Linked DNA regions of Sus scrofa: region 2 is linked to region 1. The links are chromatin contacts, called in public Hi-C maps. All regions are on one chromosome and are shown on one strand. The core of a region is the stretch at or near the end of the contact, and the rest is flanking DNA. Distances in the headings are between cores, read along the strand shown.

Evidence for each region. Hi-C and Micro-C count contacts between places; a contact is called where the count stands out from the background.
Region 2: a contact with region 1 is called in a Hi-C map of skeletal muscle, with 4 times the contacts expected there. The contact joins the promoter of CCAR1 here to the enhancer-like site in region 1. A contact is called at or near these places in 6 of 47 Hi-C or Micro-C datasets (brain, embryonic fibroblasts, epiblast stem cells and 2 more) and 1 of 2 datasets of contacts at active chromatin or transcription factors (skeletal muscle).

What each region holds. Positions count from the first base shown.
Region 1 is chr14:71,710,397-71,715,388 of Sscrofa11.1, forward strand. All of the region lies in intron 1 of TET1 (tet methylcytosine dioxygenase 1), which reads left to right. Among named protein-coding and RNA genes, the nearest start is that of TET1, 37 kb to the left of the region's middle. Within about 2 kb of position 2,750, at least 72 of the 83 cell types and tissues checked have an H3K27ac peak or open chromatin away from gene starts, as enhancers often do. A contact at or near this core is called in brain, embryonic fibroblasts, epiblast stem cells and 1 more, where this site is marked.
Region 2 is chr14:71,825,366-71,830,702 of Sscrofa11.1, forward strand. It overlaps CCAR1 (cell division cycle and apoptosis regulator protein 1), which reads left to right and starts at 2,144. Exons shown (of 25, transcript XM_021072498.1): 1 at 2,144-2,269; 2 at 3,582-3,703. The coding sequence starts at 3,631.

The sequences.
Region 1 (4,992 bases), core at 1,500-3,999:
ATGTAAAATGGTTAAAAAATGCTTTGGCTGCAGAAAATGTTTTGGTAGCTCCTCAAAATATTAAACAGGGAGTTCTCATTTTGGCTGAGTGGGTTATGAACCTGACATAGTGAGCCTTACTCTGTGGTTTAAGGATCTGGCATTGCCACGAGCTGTGGCATAGGTCATAGATGCTGCTCGGATCTGTCTGTGGCTATTGCTGTGGCCTAGGCCAGCAGCTGCAGCTTTGCTTCGACCCCTAGCCCAGGAACTTTCATTTGCCACAGGTGTGGCCACAAAAAGAAAAAAAAAAAAATTAAACAGATCTGTAATATGATCCGGCAATTCTTCTCCTAGGCATATACTCAAAAGAATTGAAGGCAAGGACTCCAGTAGATACTTATATACCCATGTTCAAGGCAGTATTATTCACAATGGTCAAAAAGTGGAAATGACCCAAAAGTACATCAACAGAAGAATGAATAACAAAATGTTGTGCATATACCCAATATTATTCTGCCTTAAAAAGGAAAGAGATTCTTACACATCTTATAGCATGGATAAACCTTGAAAACATTATGCTAAGTGAAATAAGCCAGACATAAAAGAACAAATAGGAATTCCCATTGTACTGCCACAGGTTAAGAACCCAACATAGCGTTCTTGAGGATGCTGGTTTGATCCCTGGCCTTGCTCAGTGGGGCAAGGATCTGGCATTGCCACAAGCTTCAGCGTTGGTTGCAGATGGCTATGGTGTAGGACAGCAGCTGCAGCGCCGATTCAGCCACTTGCCCCAGGAACTTCGATATGCCACAGGTGTGGCCAGAATGAGAAAAAAATAAAAGAACAAATAATGTATGATACTACTTCTATGAGATATCTAGAATAGGCAAATTTATACACGCAGAAAGTAGAACAGAAGTTAGCATGTGCTGGGAGAAGGTAAACTGTTTAATGGGCACAGAGTTTCTGTTTGGGATAATGAAAAGGCTTTTGAAATGGAAAGCAGTAATAGTTGCCCAACATCGTGGATGTACTTAATGCTACTAAATTTTACACTTAAACATGGTTGAAATGGCAAATTTAATGTCATGTGTATTTTAACATACATGCAAAAATCTCTACAGAGAAAAATGTAGGGTTAAAAGGTCTTGCATCCATTTTTCAAAACTTGTATTTGGTCCTGTTTTTCTACCTATTTCATGATTGCTTTATCCCCCGCAGAGAGCTTTTTAGTGTGGGTTCAGTGTACTTGAAGTTGCCATGGTGGATGTGGTGAGGTTAGGATCCACTGGTTTTGCATGTTTCTCACATTTGTTAAAAAGTTTGAGGGTGGGTGCATGAGGGAGAGGTAGTTTAAAGTGGGAAAACAATACATGTTGCACTTCCCATTCCAACAAGAGAAGCGTGCTTTTGTGGCAAACCGAAAGTCTGGGAATCAAGGGTGATGAAATACAGGCTTTCCGGCCCTCACTCTGTTCCTGATTTCTGGTTGTGGGAATCTGTTCTGAATCCAACTGCAAGTGGAAAACCTATCTTTGGCTGAGCAGCCAGAGAGGCCCTCTTGCCAATCCCCCAAATGTGCCGCTGAAACTCTGGCCCTGTGAGGATGTCTTCCCAAGATCTGTGCAGCTGTCAAGGTGGCTGTGATGGGACTGTGACTGGCCTCTGCACTGCATTTTGGCAGTGACCTTGAGACCTGCCAGCTCAAACAGCTGTCCTGGTTCTTCCTCCGCTGCCACTGTTGCATGTCCTGGAGACTGAAGGGAGGGAGCTAAACTCCTCTGGCTCTGTCATTCCCAGGGTCTGGCAAGTCCCAACTGTGGTGCCCGGCTCTCCCAGTGCCTACCACCCACTGGGCATGGGGGCCATCCAGGTGTGTGACTGTGGGTGGCTGCTTGTTTCGCCGCTGGCTCAGCTCCCCATCTCTGGGAAGTAAGTGGCTCTGTCTGACCATCAGCCTGTGCGCAGGCAGGCTCCACGTGGAAACCTGCTTGGCAGCTCTGTGGAGAGATGCTCAGTGACAATTGATGATCTTGGGAGACAGAGGAGCCAAAAGTGCCCCTTCTGCCCCAGAGGTCTAAGTCTGCCTTCTGGAAGGGATGGATTTCTTTGGGAGATGAAGGTCATCAGAAATGTCCAGAACAAGAGAAAGAAATGTTTTTGAAATCTCCAGCCACTCAGAGTGGCAAATGTATTTTGAAAACTCCTCCCCCCTCCTTGTCCTCAGCCTGTCCTTTTCCTTTTAAGTGGCCTTATTATTATTTTTTAATCCGCCTTTGTCACTGGACATTTATTGACAGAAATCAAATTGCTGTGTTTCTGGGCAAAGCGCCTGCTGCAAAGAGGTGTGGTTCCCGAGGAATGAGACACGCAGCCCAACAGCTGAGCCTACACTGTCCTCATATAACCTCCCTGCCTTAAATATCGCCAATATTTAGCCTTGCCTTATAAAGTAAAAATGCACAATACCTTCCAGAGTTTCAGCAAGCCCAAATGCCCCCCTCAGCTCGGTTATATCTCCTGTACGTTGGAGGCAGGGCCTCGCACCCCTCCCCCCACCCCGTGCAGACCTGCCCTCGGAGCCACCCAGAGGTTACTAATCAGGGAGACTCCGCCATCGATCCGATGGTGGAGACCTGGGGGATTTGTGTGCATTGTTTTTGCTGAAGCCTCCTGTGATTTCGGCGCGACCAGATCCTCTGCAGAGAACTCCATGTCGCAGCTTGTGGCTGCCTGTGTCCTGTGGTGAGAGCGGAGCTGCACAGGAGATCCTTTGTCTAGGAAGGCTAGGCAGAGATCACTTTGGAGTTTCTAAGCTCTGCATTGCCATTGGCTGCACTCTTTGTGGGGCTGTTTTTGCAAAAGGCATGCCCAGCACGTCTACAGTGCTGGCAGGCCAGGGCTGCCTTTAAACACCATGATAATAATACCAAAAAGCAGTTTGCAGAACTGTTCCACTGTAGAGGCTTCCTCTGCAGAAGCAAGCAAGATGGCTACCTCGTGGGCTTCGCTGTGAAGAATGCAGAGGCTAATTAAGACAGACTTTAAGGGGAAAAAAGGGTATTTCCCTACTTCATCTTTATGCAAGGCTTTTTTTCAGTGACTTTTAAAATATACATTTTACATAAGCTCTTTAGGTTCTGCCTAGCAAACATGTTGATGATTTTAGATGGTCTAAGTAGTTTTATAGAGAAATAGCCAAAAATTTTGGGGGGGTGGGAGCTAATTTTTTCTCTTAAACGGAGGCTCATTTTGCAATTTGATTTTTTTTAGGTTATAAAGGAAAACAAGAGGCCCCAGAGGGAAAAGAAGCCCAAAGTTTTAAAGGTAATCAGCTATTGATTAAATCATATTTATTTTTTTCCATTTCATATAGTATTTTTCTGTCACTTAGGGGTAAATTTGGAGTAGTGGATGTGAATTCTCCTGGATTTTCAGTAGATTAATGAATTTTTACTCAACTAAAGTGTTTTTTTTTCTCTCTCTCTCTCTTTTTTGATGTGCTGCATAATGTGCATATTAGCATCCTTTATTTTCAACTCCACACAAGTCTGCAGAAGGAAAACTTTATATGCAAAGTGTTGTGAATAAAATTTGTGGGTTTTTTGGTAGCTCCCTTTGTAGCATCTGCATTTGTGGTGCTGCACCAGTGTGTAAACTTAAGCTCTTAAGGAGAAAGACACTATTTAAAGTTGACAGCTATAATCCATTGTGATTTTAACAGACCTTCCATTAGATACTATTTTAAAATGTGTTATTTTTCTTTCCAAAGGAAAAGGTTCTTGGAGGTTTTAGTTCAACTTAAAATATGTAAGCCATTGAGATTTTACAGCCAAATTACAATTGCTTAATCTCATTATATCACCTTTAGTTTTGGCATTCAAGGAGCTCTAGGAATGTGCATATATTTTTTTATTTTCAGTAGTTTGCCTAATGAGTATTTAGTAGTTACTTAATTCAATTATAAGCTAGCCATTTGTGTCATGAGCTTTGTACAGTAGTTAAAAGGGTTAATTTAAAAGCATATGGCATTACTAAAAGTTCAAAGCTAGCTTTAGTTTAGCACATAGGTGTTAAAGGTTTCAAGTTGTATATTGCTATTATAAATGGAAGCAACCTGAGCAAGCAACCTTTTTAATTCAAGAAGACACATTAAGCAATAAAATGATTGGTCTTTAAAATTATATTGTTTCTATATAAATTAAAAATATTTTAATCTTAGCTTTTCTTTTGCAAATAAAGTTTTGGCACTCAGAGAGGAACAACATGTTTGAACTATAGATGTAGCACAGTTTTTAATCTCATTTGTTTCCTCAGTTGTGCACCTTGAAAATGTTATTGACATGCATAACCAAACCCTGCATTGCTTTGTAATTTGTCTGACCACTTTGAGTTTCTGTTTCCTGTGTGCACACAGCATTGCCATGTACATTTTTTTTTATCAACCAACAAGTATTTATTTAATATTTACCACATAGTCATCAGTGTGCTAGGCACTGTGAAATGAATGAAATTGCTTGGCACTAATTCTTACTGGGCCTGGACAAATAGAATACTGGTTATTTTCAAGGTAAATTATACCCTTCTCTGTTTTTCTTCTGCATATTGAAACCACCCCCCCCTTTTAATTCCTTCCCATCCCCCAATTATAGAAGAATATCATTAAAATCTCTAATTATATTTCTTAATCTCTTTTTACACTCTCTGTGCTGGGTGTATCCATCTCAATCATTTTGTCTTGAAATCTTCAAGTGGGAAATAGTTTTAGTCCTGAACTTATAAATGGCTCTCAAATTTGGGAGAATGGGGGTAGGAAGCAGGCATAGGAGAAAAGATCAGCGACTGCATAAATAAACTAATATGGGCTAAACTTGGTAGCTAAATCATCACCTGCCTTTGCTAGGAGGTAGAATTGGCTTTGGGAATACTATTTAATTCTGTTTATTTTGTTAGTCTGTGGGTGTCCTGTCACCTGAAATAAATTTCAGAAGTAAATATTACTGTGTGTTG
Region 2 (5,337 bases), core at 894-3,393, 110 kb after region 1:
TTCTTTTTCTCATGGCATATGGAATTTCCCAGGCTAAGGGTCCAATCAGAGCTGCAGCTGCAGGTCTATGCCACAGTCATAGCAACAGGGGATCCGAGCTGCCTCTTCGAACTACACCACAGCCCATGGTAATGCAGGATCTTTAACCCACTGAACAAGGTCAGGAATGGAACACCCATGGATACTAATTGGGTTTGTTTCCACTGTGCCACAATGGGATCTCCTCAGTTTCATTTTTATAAACTATAAGCAATCCAAAAAGTGAAGTAAAGGTGTTCTCTTCTGGTACAGTGGGTTAATGATCTAGTGTTATGACTGTGGAGGCTCAGGTTACTGCTGTGGTGAAAGTTCACTCACTGGCTTAGGAACTTCCATAGGCTGTGAGTGCAGCCAGGAAACAAAACAAAACAAAACATACCCAAAACAAAAAATGAACTTGGGGAGTTCTCGTTGTGGCACAGTAGAAACGAATCCTACTAGGACCATGAGGTTTCATGTTCTATCCCTGGCCTCGCTCAGTGGGTTAAGGATCTGGTATTGCCGTGAGTTGTGGTGTAGGTTGCAGACGCGGCTTGGATCTGGGTTGCTGTGGCTCTGGCGTAGGCTGGCAGCAACAGCTCTGACTAGACCCCTAGCCTGGGAACTTCCATATGCCACAGGTGTGGCCCTAAAAGGACAAAAAGACCCCCCAAAAAAAGTTTCATTTACAGTAACATCCAAGAACAAAACAAGGATTTCCCATTGTGGTGCAGCATAAACGAATCCAACGATGATGTAGGTTCAGATCTCTGGCCTTGCTCAGTAGTTTGAGAATCCAGTGTTGTCATGAGCTGGTGTAGGTCCTGGATATGGCTTGGATCGTGCATTGCTGTGACTGTAGAGTAGGCTGGTAGCTGCAGCTGTGATTTGACCCCTCGCTAGGGAACTTCCATATGCTGTGGCTGCGGCCCTTAAAAAAAAAACAAAAAAAAAACAGCAAACAATACAAACAAAAACAAACAGTTGAGGAATTAAATGTACTTAAGGAGATGCAAGAGTTGAACTCAGGGAATTCCCATCCTTGCTCAGCAGTATCAAACCTGACTATGATCCATGAGGATTCAGGTTTGATCCGTGGCCTCACTCAGTGGGTTAATTATCCAGCATTGCATTGAGCTGTGGTGTAGGTTGCAGACTCGGTTTGGATCCCCTATTGCTGTGGCTGTGCCATAGGCTGTCAAATATAGGTCAAATTTGACCCCTAGCCTGGGAACTTCCATATGCCTCTGGTGCAGCCCTAAAAAGAGGGAAAAAAAGAGAAAAAAAAAAAAAAAAGAATGGAATTCCAAAATCTGCAATACATGCTGAAGGAAATTAAAGAAGACCTAAATAAATGGAAAGATATTCCATATTCATGGAATGGACACTTAATTTTGCTACTTGTGGGAATATAAACTGGTTTAGTCACTAAAAAAACAGGTTGGCAATTCCTCAGAAGGTTACGTAGAACATTACCATGTAACCCAGAATCCACTCCTAGGCATAAATCCTAGATAATTGAAAACAGGTGTACAAACAAAATGTGACCCTTCATAGCAACATTATTCACAACAGCCCCAAGGTGGAACCAACCCAAATGAACAAATGACAAATGGACAAATTGTGGTATTACCCATACAATGGAGCGAAGTACTGATGCGTGCTACAACATGAAACTTGGACATAATATCGTAAGTTATAAAAGCTAGATACACAAGGCCATATGTCAGTATGATTCTATTAATATGAAAAGTCTAAGATAGGCAAATCCATAGAGATAAATCCGATTAGTGGTTGCCTAGGGCTGCAGCGAGAAGGGATTAAGGAGTGACTGCTTCGTGGGTAGGGGTTTCTTTTAAGGTGGAGGGTGCATAATGTTATGACTCTGCTAAAAGACATTGAACTATACAATATAAAACACTTAAACGAGTGAATTATATGTGAAATCAATTTCATCTCAGTTTTTTTAAAAAGTTAGGATGTCAGGCTTATATGCATTTTTCAAAGATCTTGAATTATTTTTTTAAAAAAGACAAAAAAACACAAAATGGCGACAGGGTCATCGGATCACGTGACTGGCGGTTCTTCCCACTCGCAAAGCCTTTTCCTTTGAGCCTGCGCAGGGACACAGGCTCATTGTTACGCGAAGCCAAGGTAACCCTTCTTAGGCGCGCTCTAATTCTACCGGCGTAGCGAAAGCCGTGAGCGTATTGAAGTCGAGCTGGGGAACGCGCACGTAGAACGTACGCCCGTAAGTGCCGCTCCTCGGCGAGTTGGGTGGGGGAGAGGCGTGGAGGAAGACGGGGAAGTTGGCGCATGCGCCCAAAACTGACGGGTTTGAAATGGCTTCGGTCTTATCCGGGACTGGATTCAGGTGAAGCTCTGGTCGTCGCGACTGGAGCGGCGGGCGGCCCAACTGGGGTTTTAAAGCCCTAGCGGATCCGCGGAAGGGCCGAGCGCGACGGCTTTGGTAGCACGGCGTCCATAGGCCAGCGACGGTGGGGCTCTCGTGGGACTGGGACGGGAGGGGACACGGTCCCTTTTGTGCGGGTCGGAGCAGGCCCCGCGCGGCCGGCCCCTCCCCCACTGCCTCGCTTTTTTCCGGTGGCCCCTCAGGTGCCCCCGGCGAGCCTCAGCCTTGGCATGGAGGGCTTGAAGGGGCTGCTGACTGCAGTCTCTCGTTCCCAAGCTGCTGCGGCTTTAGCCTCCCGGCTTCAGGTCCGGGGCGCAGGGGCCGCTCGTGGTAGCACGGATTTGTGGGATGGAGGCCTTTTCCGCGTCTCCTTTCCTCGGGGGATGTTAAGGGGCTCAGAGCTCTCGCTATTCCCCTGTTGGCGTTTTGCTTCGTCTCGCGGGACGGAGGATTCCGCCTCCACTGGTCTGCGGCCCGTGAGGAGCTAGCGCTGGAGAAAGATGGATAGCAGTGCCCCGGCCTCTCGGAGGCGGAGGGGGGGATGGGGGCGCGGCCTGGGATCTTCGCCACTTCTGGCTTGATGGGAGGGGGAGGGGTCTTCGTTTTAGTGCTTTAAGGAGGCGTCCGTTATTTCAACTGTCTTTCCCATCGAGGGAAGGGAGGGTAAAGGGGCCCCCAGACCCTTCCCTAGTCTTGAAAGTAAGGAGACGTCCGTTATTTAAATGATATTCTTGAATACCTTTGTTCTGTGTCTCCGTCCCAATTTCCGTTATTGGTTTTGCCACTTTCAGTCCCCAGCTCTTGGCCAAAAGACACATGCAGGCTGTATTTCCTTGCGTAAAGCGGTGTTACTTCTTATTGCTAAGAATTGGGTAGATAGCAGCAGATGATCTTCTGTTTAAATGTGACAGTTTGTAGTCGCCGAAGGAAGTGCCTTTCTTGTAAGTTAGCTCCTCATGTCATCTATCAGATGCTTTTGGTCAACTTCTTGATGTAAAATGTTTTTACTGCGTATCGGACGTTTCATATGCCTCTTGCTATTTATATTTGGTCTAGGAAGATGTCCTTGAAAATTTAAACGTTTCCTTAATGCTTTTGTTGTATTTATAGTTTGGTTGAACTTTGAACTGTGTGGCTCCTTTCTTAATAGATCGCTGTTGTAGAAGACAAACAAGCGAAGGTTGCCCCCCTCTTTTATCATGGCTCAGTTTGGAGGACAGAAGAATCCGCCATGGGCTACTCAGTTTACAGCCACTGCAGTATCTCAGCCAGGTCAGGCTTCTGTATACACGTACTGTAAATGTGGGATTGGGGGACATGTTATAACTATATGAATTAGGCTCTGCGTAATGTTGTAAACAGTTCACAAATGCCTTACCTTTTTTAAAATTACTTAATGATTTTTATTTTTTTCCGTCACAGCTGCTTTACAGTGTTCTGTCAGTTTTCTACTGTATACCAGGGTGACCCAGTTGCACATACACATAAACATTCCTTTTTCTCACATTATCATGCTCCATCGTAGGTGACTAGATACACTTCCCAGTGCTATACAGCAGGAAAATGCTGTATTTTTTAAGCTTATGTATAAAGCTTCTTTTTAACAATTCATGGATCAACTAGTAAAGAAATCTGTTTTACACATTAGTTTGGAGAGTTATATATAGTTTTTCAAACATTAAATTGAATAATTTAAATTAGTTTATGTTAACAGTCACTCATTCATTAGTTTACCTCATATGGCATGTTAAGATGTCAGTATTCACAAGTTAAAGTAAGTGTATTAATCCATACTTGATGAAAAATTATACATGACTGTTTTTCAGTTATTTGAATTTAAAGTAGAAAAACCAAGCAAACACATAAATAGCTGTTAAAAAGGAGCAAATGAAATAAAAAAAAAAAAAAAAAAAAAAAAAAAAAAAAAAAAAAAAAAAAAAAAAAAAAAAAAAAAAAAAAAAAAATAAATAGCTGTAAAAGGAGCAAATGAATATTTACATTTTCAAAATAAAGGTCAAGAAAGCATCCCTTTCAAGAGTTCCCGTTGTGGTGCATTGGTTAACGAATCCGACTAGGAACCATGAGGTTGAGGGTTCCATCCCTGGCCTTGCTCAGTGGGTTAAGGATCTAGCATTGCTTTGAGGTGTGGTGTAGGTGGCAGATGCAGCTAGGATCCCATGTTGCTGTGGCTCTGGTGTAGGCCAGCAGCTTTTGCTCGGATTAGACCCCTAGCCTGGGAACCTTCATATGCCGAGAGTGCGGCCCTAGAAGAGACAAAAAAGAAAATGTCCCTTTCAAAGTAAAGTAACAAAATTTGTCATTGAAATTGTTTCAGTGTTTCTTCCCCTTAGGAAGAATTTTTTTTTAACCATTTCTTTACTTACAGTTTGAGCTTTAAAACTAGTTTCCCAAGGAGTTTACAGAATGAAATTTTGAGTTTCTTTGAGTACCCAGAAAAGTTGCAGCTTATTCTGTTAATTTGAATATATTTTTATTTATGACATAGCTGATACTGGTTCTTTGCTTCATTTCTACTTACTTAAAATTTTGTAATTCGAGGTCAGTGGCGAAGACACTGATCTTCTAATTCCAGTGTTCTAAATTTGAAGGAACTGATTAGTTATGTAGATGACCTTTCTCTTTAAAGAAATGGATACAGAAAATTATACATATTATTTTTATTTTATTACACTTATCACAATTTTATTTTAATTACTCTTGATTTGACGGTTTAAATAATAATTACTTCTGCAGACAACTAAAAATAACAATAAAGATTATGTCAGTTAAGATCCAACTGTTTCTACTATGTGTTAAATAGTGCGGAACCCGATAATGACTTAGTTTCAATGAAACAATAATTATTAGCAACTACTGTGTACCCAGAAGCAAGTGCTGTATGCTGG